Linked DNA regions of Mus musculus: all the other regions are linked to region 3. The links are chromatin contacts, called in public HiChIP or PLAC-seq and promoter capture Hi-C maps. All regions are on one chromosome and are shown on one strand. Each heading gives the region's core, a stretch centred on a gene start, on an enhancer-like site or on the middle of the called end of the contact. The rest is flanking DNA. Distances are from core to core; before and after follow the strand shown.

Region 1 (2,700 bases), core at 195-2,694, 110 kb after region 3:
TGATCTGAAACAGAAAAACTTAAAAAGGCGGGGCGCTGAAGCTAAGGAGAGACTGGGGAGCTGCTTTTGAAGGCAGGTGAGGCCCGGCCTACCGGCTCAGGTAAGCCGGGAAGAATGCAGCAGCCGCCAAACCCTCCCGCGGGCGCGTCGCAGTGACTCAGCCGCTACCAGGAAGGAGGAGTGCTCCCAAACTCTGCGACGCCCCCAGACAGCAGCCTGACCTCCGAGGCTCTAGGGCGCCAAGTCTCCCGCAGCGAGCATCTAGACGTCCAGGGCGGGACTCCCTCCCGTCCCACTTTCCCCCCAGCGCAGCCACCCCTGCCTATCCCCGGAACGTGGCCGAGGGCGGTGAGAGAGCTGCGGGCGCCGTGGGGGCCACGCGGGTCCCGGCCCCGACGGCGCCCAGAAGACCTACAAGAGCTGTAAGTAGTGACTTCGAGGACTGGGAGGCGACCGAGGGGGAGCTCCATCTTTGGCGTCCCAGCTTTCCTCTCGGTTGTAACGCAGGCTGAGAGGAGGTGTCCTGGCGCCGCCGCCTCCCTAATTAGCTCTGGTGGTGTGGACCCAGACGCCGCCGGGCTTGGAGGCAGCTCAGGTCCAGTGTGAGTCCCAGAGGGACTTCTCACCTGAGAATCACCTCCACGGACCTGCCAAGCCCCACCTGGCTGCCTACAAGCTCCTGGGGTCACTCTGAGGGTCTCCGAGCCCCCCCCCCACTTTTTGGTGACAGTTCCTCCGCACAGCCAGAGCTTACCATACCAGCCGGATCAACAGACTGGCCTCTCCTCAATTCCTTCTACACTCACCCTCGTGTGAGAAAGTTGGAGTGACAGCCTGGTGATGGGCAGTCTGTCTAAAATGAATTCCCGTGTCCAACTGGCACTGGCGGGGATGGCGGGCCTTGGGGGTGTTTTTGGCTGCTATGGGACCAGGAGGCTGATGCGACACCAGCCCAGCTTCCCGGAGAGCCAGTTTCTGACGGACTGAGCCCCTAACTCCAGGCACCCAGCTCCGAAATGGAAATCCAGGACTTGAACAAAGGGCACCAAAAGAACTAGATTGCTCTGATCTTCGGGACAACGCGATTTGAGGGCTACTACTATTCAGACCATTGTCCCAGGATGATTGTGACTTCTTTCTTTTGATATTCTGGAAACTTTTACAAAGTTTAAGACCGAAGGAAAACATGCGGCCCCTTGTGCAAGCCGCGAGGTTCTCCCGGCCCTGGGTAGGCGGAGATCTGGGGAGACTGGAGATCCTGGCTCTGAGCGAGGGGAGGAAACCAGACGAGCTGGCTTCCTGTGGGGGCTCAGGCCTCGGACGCCCCGCGGACAGACGTGTCCTGCCCTGGCAGCAGCGAGTCCCGCACGGGGGAGGGGACGCCTGAGGGGGGCTGAGACAGCGAGGAGGGGGCGGGGACGGGGTGGGCCAGGGAAGAGGGGAGGAGCGAGGGGGCTGGAACGAGAGAAGGAAGAAGGAAGGGGCGATCGGTGGGTGCGAGCTGGCGCTGGAATGGGAGCCAAGAGCGAGTGAGCGGGGAGGGGGCGCGGGCGACACCCAGGTGTCGCATGGCGGGGTCCACGAGGTGACCTGCCTAGGCCAGCAGCGCGCAGCTTGCACGAGTATGCGCTAGGGCACCCACTCCGTTTCCCCACGCACACGCGAGGGAGGCCTGCCCCGCCCGCTGAGCGCTGTTTTCTCCAGGTCCCAGGCCGATGTCCCAGGTGAGCGGTCAGTGCCCTTCTCGCTGCGACGCGCCTCATGGAGTCCCCAGCGCTGCCCTGGACCCAGGTAGGAGCGGGAATGGAGATCGAAGGTTAGACCAGAGTGGTGTGGAGGCTGAGAGAAGTTTTGGGGGTGGGGTTGTTGGTCCTCTTGGAGACGTACAGGCGGATGGCTCCCAGGAGCTTGGGTGGGGGTGGGGATGGGAAGTCTCAGTATTGGGGACCAGGTCCAAGGGGATAAGAGGGGAGTAGAGGGCTAGGGTGAGGAGGCAGGGCCCGGAGCAGGCGGCCATGGCTGTGCAGAGTTGGCTCCAACTCCCCCTAGCCCCAGCTACACACACACACACACACACACACACACACACACACACACACTCCGTGATGTCTGCGATGTCTGCCCATAATATTGGGATTTGTGGCCGAACCATTTCTGCCCAGTGTGTAAATATTTATGAGGGCCTTAGGCGGGGTGTGTGGCAGGGAGGGGGGGGCAGTGTCTGAGTCTCTCTTCTTCCCTTCCCCCAAACTAAGCAGAATGTAGCTGGAGCGCTCTTTGAAAACTTTTGTCTCAGCAACTAGTGGTTAGGAACCTGGCCCCTTCTCTCCTTCTTGCTAGCTGAAATTCCCTCCCGTCAGTCCCTACCCTACCCTATATGGGACTCACGCTGGCACACACACACACACACACACACACACACACACACACAATCTACAACGTAGTAAAATGTCCCTTCCCCCACCTCAGAGGCTAAACTACCCTGATTGCCCCAGGAGCCTACAGACTAAGGAAGAGAGTGTGGTTCCCTGGGGGCACCTCTGCCAATTTAGCCTTCCAACCCCCGGCCCTCACAGTCTAGAGTTTCCTAGAGGCTCATATGGACATCCAGATTCGTTCAGAGTCAGAGTGGCCAGGGTGCAGAGGTGTAGGCCCAGGTTTCCTGACTTAAGCCCCTATTTGGGCTCAGTCAGAGGCCCT
Region 2 (2,700 bases), core at 21-2,520, 95 kb before region 3:
GAGAGGGAAAATTACTCACGTGGGAGGGAGGGATTGTTTTTAAGTAGAGGCAGATGGTAGAGAGGTGGGACTCGAAGGAAAGTGCACAACACTTTGTGGCCGGCAATATGTATTATTTGCAATATCTGGGGTCCTACTGTGTGCCAGCCACTCCTTTTCTCTTGCACCATCTACTCTCTCTGCATGAGCTGGAGAGATGGGAACCAACTTGCGTTCCACTTTGCAGATGAAGATAATGGGGCTCTAGGAGATGGAGATGCTTGCCCAGGGTAGCCAGTAAGGAAATCCCAAGCGTTCACTTCACACTTACCTGCAGGCTTCCTTCTTCAGCCTGGATTGTGTTCCTCGGCCTTCTAGGTCATCAAACCCTAGCCCTTTCTTCTCTAAGATTCCCTAGACAGGCAGGCCAGCTGTTGTGCTGGACTTGATCTCTTTACTCTAGCCAATAAAAACAAGGAAGAGAGACAAGAGCCACGAAGGGACACTTGGTATACCCATCCCCTTGCATACTCCCAAGACAACCACACACCTTAAAGTTCCACAGCAGGAACAGAAAGAAGACTGTGAGGTTCCAGGTCAGGGGCATTTCAGCACCAACTGGAGGGCAGAGAGATCTTGCCAGTTCTTCACGTTCCTGCTCAGAAATTAGCCTAAGCTTAGGACTCCAGCTATACTACTGTAGAAATTTAGGCTCTCCATGCCCGCTATTCCAGTATTCAGGGGGCTGAGACTGGAGGATAATGAGTTTGAAACCAGCCTGGGCTAACCAAGAGACTTGTCAAAAGCAAGAACAAAATACCCACATCAGATTCTCCTTCTCCAGTCAAATGTAGTGAGCATCGAAGTTTATCATCAATGTCTAGAAACACTCTCAAGGTCAGGCACAAGGGTATCTGCCCACATACTAATCTTTGAAGGTGGAGACAAACAGGTCGGAAGTAGCAGACTAACTTGGACTACATCATGAGATCTTGTCTCAAAACCAGTCAGGCATTGCTGGTGCTACCTTTAATCCCAGCAGCACCTGACTCTTCAGAGGAGAGGGGTCCCCAGCTGAACTGTGGGCTCTGTGGTATCTCATCCATTCCACAGAGGAGCTGGGGAAATGGAAGGAGAGTTAACATCCCAGAGACCCTAAGGAGCTAGATTTGGTAAAGACATGATGGCTCCTTTGGACTTATGGCTCACAAGGATGATGTCACAATAGGTTTGGAGGTGTGGCTCCTCCCTTTAAGCTAAGATAAAGAAGTTCTTGCTCACATTCCCTTCCCTTCTACTCCGAGTGGATAGGATGGAGTGGCATGGGCATGTCCCGTGGCCTGTCAGCCACTGGCCAAGTGACTTTGGAGGTCTGTCTCATGGACAGACATGAGCAGAAATAATCTCAACCCCAAATCTATACAGAAGTACTGGTTAGAAGTGTGTGTGCGTGCGTGTGTGCGTGTTCCTGTGCATGTGTGTGTGTGTGTGTTCAAGGAAGAAAGCCCCACTATGGCTTAGTAAGGCTCTCTGTAAGCGTCCCTGACGTGCCAGGTACAAACAAAGGTAATGGTAGCCATCGGAGGAGAGAGGGACTGAGGGGACTGATTCAAAGCATCTGTCAAAGTGATGAATGGTCCAGGCTTGGGCCTTGAGTCACCTAACTGGTAGAGTTTTTGTCAGGCAGAGGGGACTGAGAGCCAGGTGTAGCCTCACAAATCTGTGATCCAGCACTTGGAAGACTGCATCAGTCAGGGGAATTGAGAGTTTGAAGCCAGCTTGGACTACATAGTGAGACACTGCCTCAGAAAAAAAAAAAAAGCTAGGGGGGTTTGTCACTATATTCTAAGTGGCAAGATTGCCATCCAAATAGTCCAGCGTTGGTAGGCCTAAGGCCTAAATCTGGGGTGAGAGTGTGAGCTAGGGAAGGAATTTGGTTCTTCCCCAACCCTGAATCTGTCAATCCTGGATTCTCTTGATATGAGGTTCCTACCATCCCCCCCCCTTTTTTTAAGAGGAAAGATGGGTGAATTCTATCTTCAGTCCTATGTCCAAGATCTCATCATTGGAAGATATTTGGAACAAAATAAAACTTGAGGAAGAGGAGGAAGAAGAAGAAACAGGGAAGGAGAATGTAGACCAAGAGCAAGAGAAAGAAGAACAAAACAGGTGTGTTGAGACACAGCGCCTTCCTTCTTCCTCCTGTCCCTCCCGGCTCTGGAGAGCCTCACTCTATGACCATATCGGTCCGCTGCCCCTCTATCTCCACTCCCTGACTCCACTCTTCCTTCCTTTTGCTCAGGATCAAGGCCCTTCTTGGAGTACCCAAGCAGAACTCAGTGTGGGGCCTGATGGCTTGGCCCAGGCCCTCCCCAGAGCAAGCCCAGTGGTGGGAAGATTTCTCCCTGCCCTCACTCCGTGGAACCTGCCTCTGCGGCTGCAGATTGAGCTCAAAGATGAGGCTCCACCCCCTACCCTCCATGACTTCCTGCCCCACCCCTAAAACCTTGCCCTCATTGGGATCTAGAGAAGAGTCTAGCTGGCTAAGAAACCAGCCTCTGATGGAGCCTCTATCAGCGTCCAGATTGAAGATGCCCAAAGCAGTTCCCAGACTTCCACCCAAGGTCTCCCCTAAGAGATCTACTATGCCCAAGACAGGGCAACAGCAGACCGCAATGTCAATGTGGCCTCCGGTTATTATCAACCCTCCCTCCAAGAGCT
Region 3 (2,700 bases), core at 155-2,654:
AAGTGGGTGCTTCCTGTTCTCGGTTCCATGGTGAACCCCATCTCTCCGAGGTCCTTTGGTGCCTCTGGGTTCCAGCAGCAGTTTCTTTGGAGACTCCTGGGGCTCCATGTTCAACAAAATCCCTGTCACCCCACCCTGGGTAAAGCAAGCTCAGGCCGTAGCCTACACGCTCTGGAGGCTGGTGAGCAGACAGCTGTGTGCTGATTCCTTTTGGTCAGTGTGCCCACCTTTGGGGAGGGCTAAATGGGTGTTTCCCAGATTACCCACAGCTCACATTTCCAAACCTTCTAACCTCGTATAGATTCCCATCAGTCTAGCACAGTGAGGTAGGCCAGTCTTACCAAGTGGATGCCGCAGGGAGAAAGAGGCCGCAGGACAGGCAGGGTCCTGGCAGCCATGGCTAGTTGAGCAGACAGAGCGAGCTCTTCCCCATCTTCACATCTGGGAAATCCGTGCTGAGGAACCTCACTGAGATCCCCAGCACTCAAAGTGAACCAGGCTAGGGATCTATCCTTATTACTTCTTTAAAACAAGATTTCTTTTTCTCTACATTTGTCTGTTTGCTTGCTTGCTTGAGCTGGTTTTTCGAGACAGGGTTTCTCTGGTGTAGCCTTGGCAATCCTGGAACTCACTCTGTAGACCAGGCTGGCCTTGAACTCACAGAGATCCTCCTTCCTCTGTCTCTGCCTCTGCCTCTGAGTGCTGGGATTAAAAGGCAGGAGCCATCATGGTGTGTGTGCATCATCTGCCTATGGGCATGTGCACATGAATGCAAGTGCCCACAGAGGCCAGTGGTGCTCAGTTCCATGGAGCTAGCTATAGGCAGTTGTAAACCACCCTACTTGGGTGCTGGGAACCAAACTCAGACCCTCTGGAAGCACAGAAAGTGCTCTTCCCGCTAAGCTGTTTCTCTTGAGATTGAATTCTTCCTGCATCCTTCCCTGTGACAGGTGCAGGCTGCCTACAAAGCTCCATTTCCAACTGGCTCTTTTCTCGGAGCCCCAGGTTTTAGCTGTCTGGCTCTTAAAGCAAGCCCATCTGTTTGGGAAGTTTCAGGGGTGGCTGGGAGGGGCCCTAACCAGGCAGATTCCTTCCCCCAAAAAATTGCAGTAGAAGATCCCCTGTTATCAGGCAGTCCCAAGCCCGGGTGTGAATCCAGGGTGGGAGGCAGTACAGTGAGATCTTGTCAAGAGACAAGGCATCATAAGAGGATTCTGAAAGCCAGATTCTGAAACTCCCATGGGTGTGAGACCAGAAACCCAAACCCTGGCCTTCTACCCCACCCCTTAAGCCACTGTCCGGAAAAAATAAACTATTTCCTGCGATCACCTCCGAACCAGAGCCTGTGAGTCCGCTGTGACACATGTTACATAAATAGAAGCCACAGAGGGGAAAAGCCTGTTTTCTCTTTCATTATTTATCACTCTCTAACCATCTCCAGCTGGGTGAGTAAACAGGCCCATTGGCCCATAATGAGGAACAGACTGCTGCCGTGGGGCTGCTGGAGGGGATAGGTGCGTGAGTGTGTGTGTGTGTGTGTGTGTGTGTGTGTGTGTGTGTGTGTGTGTGTGTGTGTGTGTTAGAGAGGCTAGGTCTCCTGTGGGTGCACATGTGTTGTATGTGTATGTTAATGTTTGTGTGTGTTGGAGAGTCTAGATCTTGTGTGTGTGTGTGTATGTGTGCATGTGTGTATGTGCATGTGTACATGTGTAAGTATGTGTATGTTAGAGAAGCTATATTGTGTGTGTTAATGGTTGTGTGTGTGTGATAGAGAGGCTTGGTCTCGTGTGTGTGTGTGTGTGTGTGTGTGTGTGTGTGTGTGTGTGTGTGTTGTTAGAAAGAGAATATGTCTGCTACTTATGAAGTCAGAGGATGGAGAGGTGAAGAAGGATCTCTGAGAGAGGAAAGCCGTTGTATAAGGGAGTACCTGATTCTAGAAGGCAAAGGGGCATCCTCTGGTGGCCCTTCTAGGACAGGACAGAGCTGCCAGGTTCAGGTCTGGTGGGAGGCAGGGGATGCTGGAGCAGAAGGGAGGAGTGAGAAGGAGAAGGAATGGGAAGGGATGTGAGACCAGAAGCCTAGTCTAAGGCTGCAAGCCTCTAGGGCTCCAAGCGTGACCTCCACCAGGGTGGCCTCTGAGTGTGGCCACCGCTGAGTGCATGGTGTGGAGCACAGAGCAAGAAGGCCTGTGCTGAACTATATGAGACCATGGAGATGTGAGGTCCTGGTCGAGTATTGCAGTATTTGTGACCTGGGAATATGGGTGTGTATAGATAGATAGCTGTCACTGTGGGAGAATATGTCTGCGTCTGCATACAGACTTTATGGCCAGGGGTAATGTTAGAAACTGAATATTATTCCTCTCTCAGACCATCGTATGTGTGTGTATGTGTGTGTGTGTGTGTGTGTGTGTGTGTGGCATGCAAACAGCCAGCACCTTGGAATATGACCTTCTCTGATGACCGGATGTTAGTAAATGTAAACAGAAAAGAGGAATTGGAACTAGAACTGGAGTTGGGTGGCCCTAAGGTGTTAGGAGTTGTGTTCAAAATTGTTCCTATGAAGGCAGCATGTGGAAGAGAGTGTTCTGCAACTGAAGGGGAAATTGGAGGGATGGATCTGCTAGGCAAGAAGCATCCAGAGGCCCCTGACGCTTGAAGAGAAGATCCTCTCCCTCAAACCTTAGGAGAAACCTGTTTG

Evidence for each region. Promoter capture Hi-C pulls out the DNA fragments that hold promoters and counts their contacts. HiChIP or PLAC-seq counts read pairs in DNA pulled down with a chosen protein or histone mark.
Region 1: a contact with region 3 is called in a promoter capture Hi-C map of cranial neural crest. The contact joins the promoter of Mdfi here to the enhancer-like site in region 3. A contact is called at or near these places in 2 of 39 promoter capture datasets (cranial neural crest and embryonic stem cells), 3 of 115 datasets of contacts at active chromatin or transcription factors (embryonic stem cells, epiblast stem cells and pancreatic cancer cells) and 2 of 9 other capture datasets (adipose tissue and liver).
Region 2: a contact with region 3 is called in a CTCF HiChIP or PLAC-seq map of CD8 T cells, with 10 read pairs. The contact joins the promoter of 1700122O11Rik here to the enhancer-like site in region 3. A contact is called at or near these places in 3 of 15 datasets of contacts at CTCF or cohesin (CD8 T cells, the NIH/3T3 cell line and stem cell-derived epiblast-like cells), 10 of 484 Hi-C or Micro-C datasets (B cells, DN2 thymocytes, the G1E-ER4 cell line and 6 more), 21 of 115 datasets of contacts at active chromatin or transcription factors (the 230-238 cell line, CD8 T cells, the SCID.adh cell line and 15 more) and 5 of 9 other capture datasets (adipose tissue, embryonic stem cells, embryonic tail and 2 more).

What each region holds. Positions count from the first base shown.
Region 1 is chr17:47,832,035-47,834,734 of GRCm38.p6, reverse strand. It overlaps Mdfi (MyoD family inhibitor), which reads left to right and starts at 1,444. Exons shown (of 4, transcript NM_001276390.1): 1 at 1,444-1,791. The coding sequence starts at 1,716.
Region 2 is chr17:48,036,863-48,039,562 of GRCm38.p6, reverse strand. It overlaps 1700122O11Rik (RIKEN cDNA 1700122O11 gene), which reads left to right and starts at 1,270. Exons shown (of 3, transcript NM_029689.1): 1 at 1,270-1,349; 2 at 1,995-2,148; 3 at 2,282-2,700. The coding sequence starts at 1,292.
Region 3 is chr17:47,941,980-47,944,679 of GRCm38.p6, reverse strand. No RefSeq gene overlaps it. Among named protein-coding and RNA genes, the nearest start is that of Gm46601, 16 kb to the right of the region's middle. Within about 2 kb of position 1,404, at least 75 of the 459 cell types and tissues checked have an H3K27ac peak or open chromatin away from gene starts, as enhancers often do. A contact at or near this core is called in the 230-238 cell line, B cells, CD8 T cells and 6 more, where this site is marked.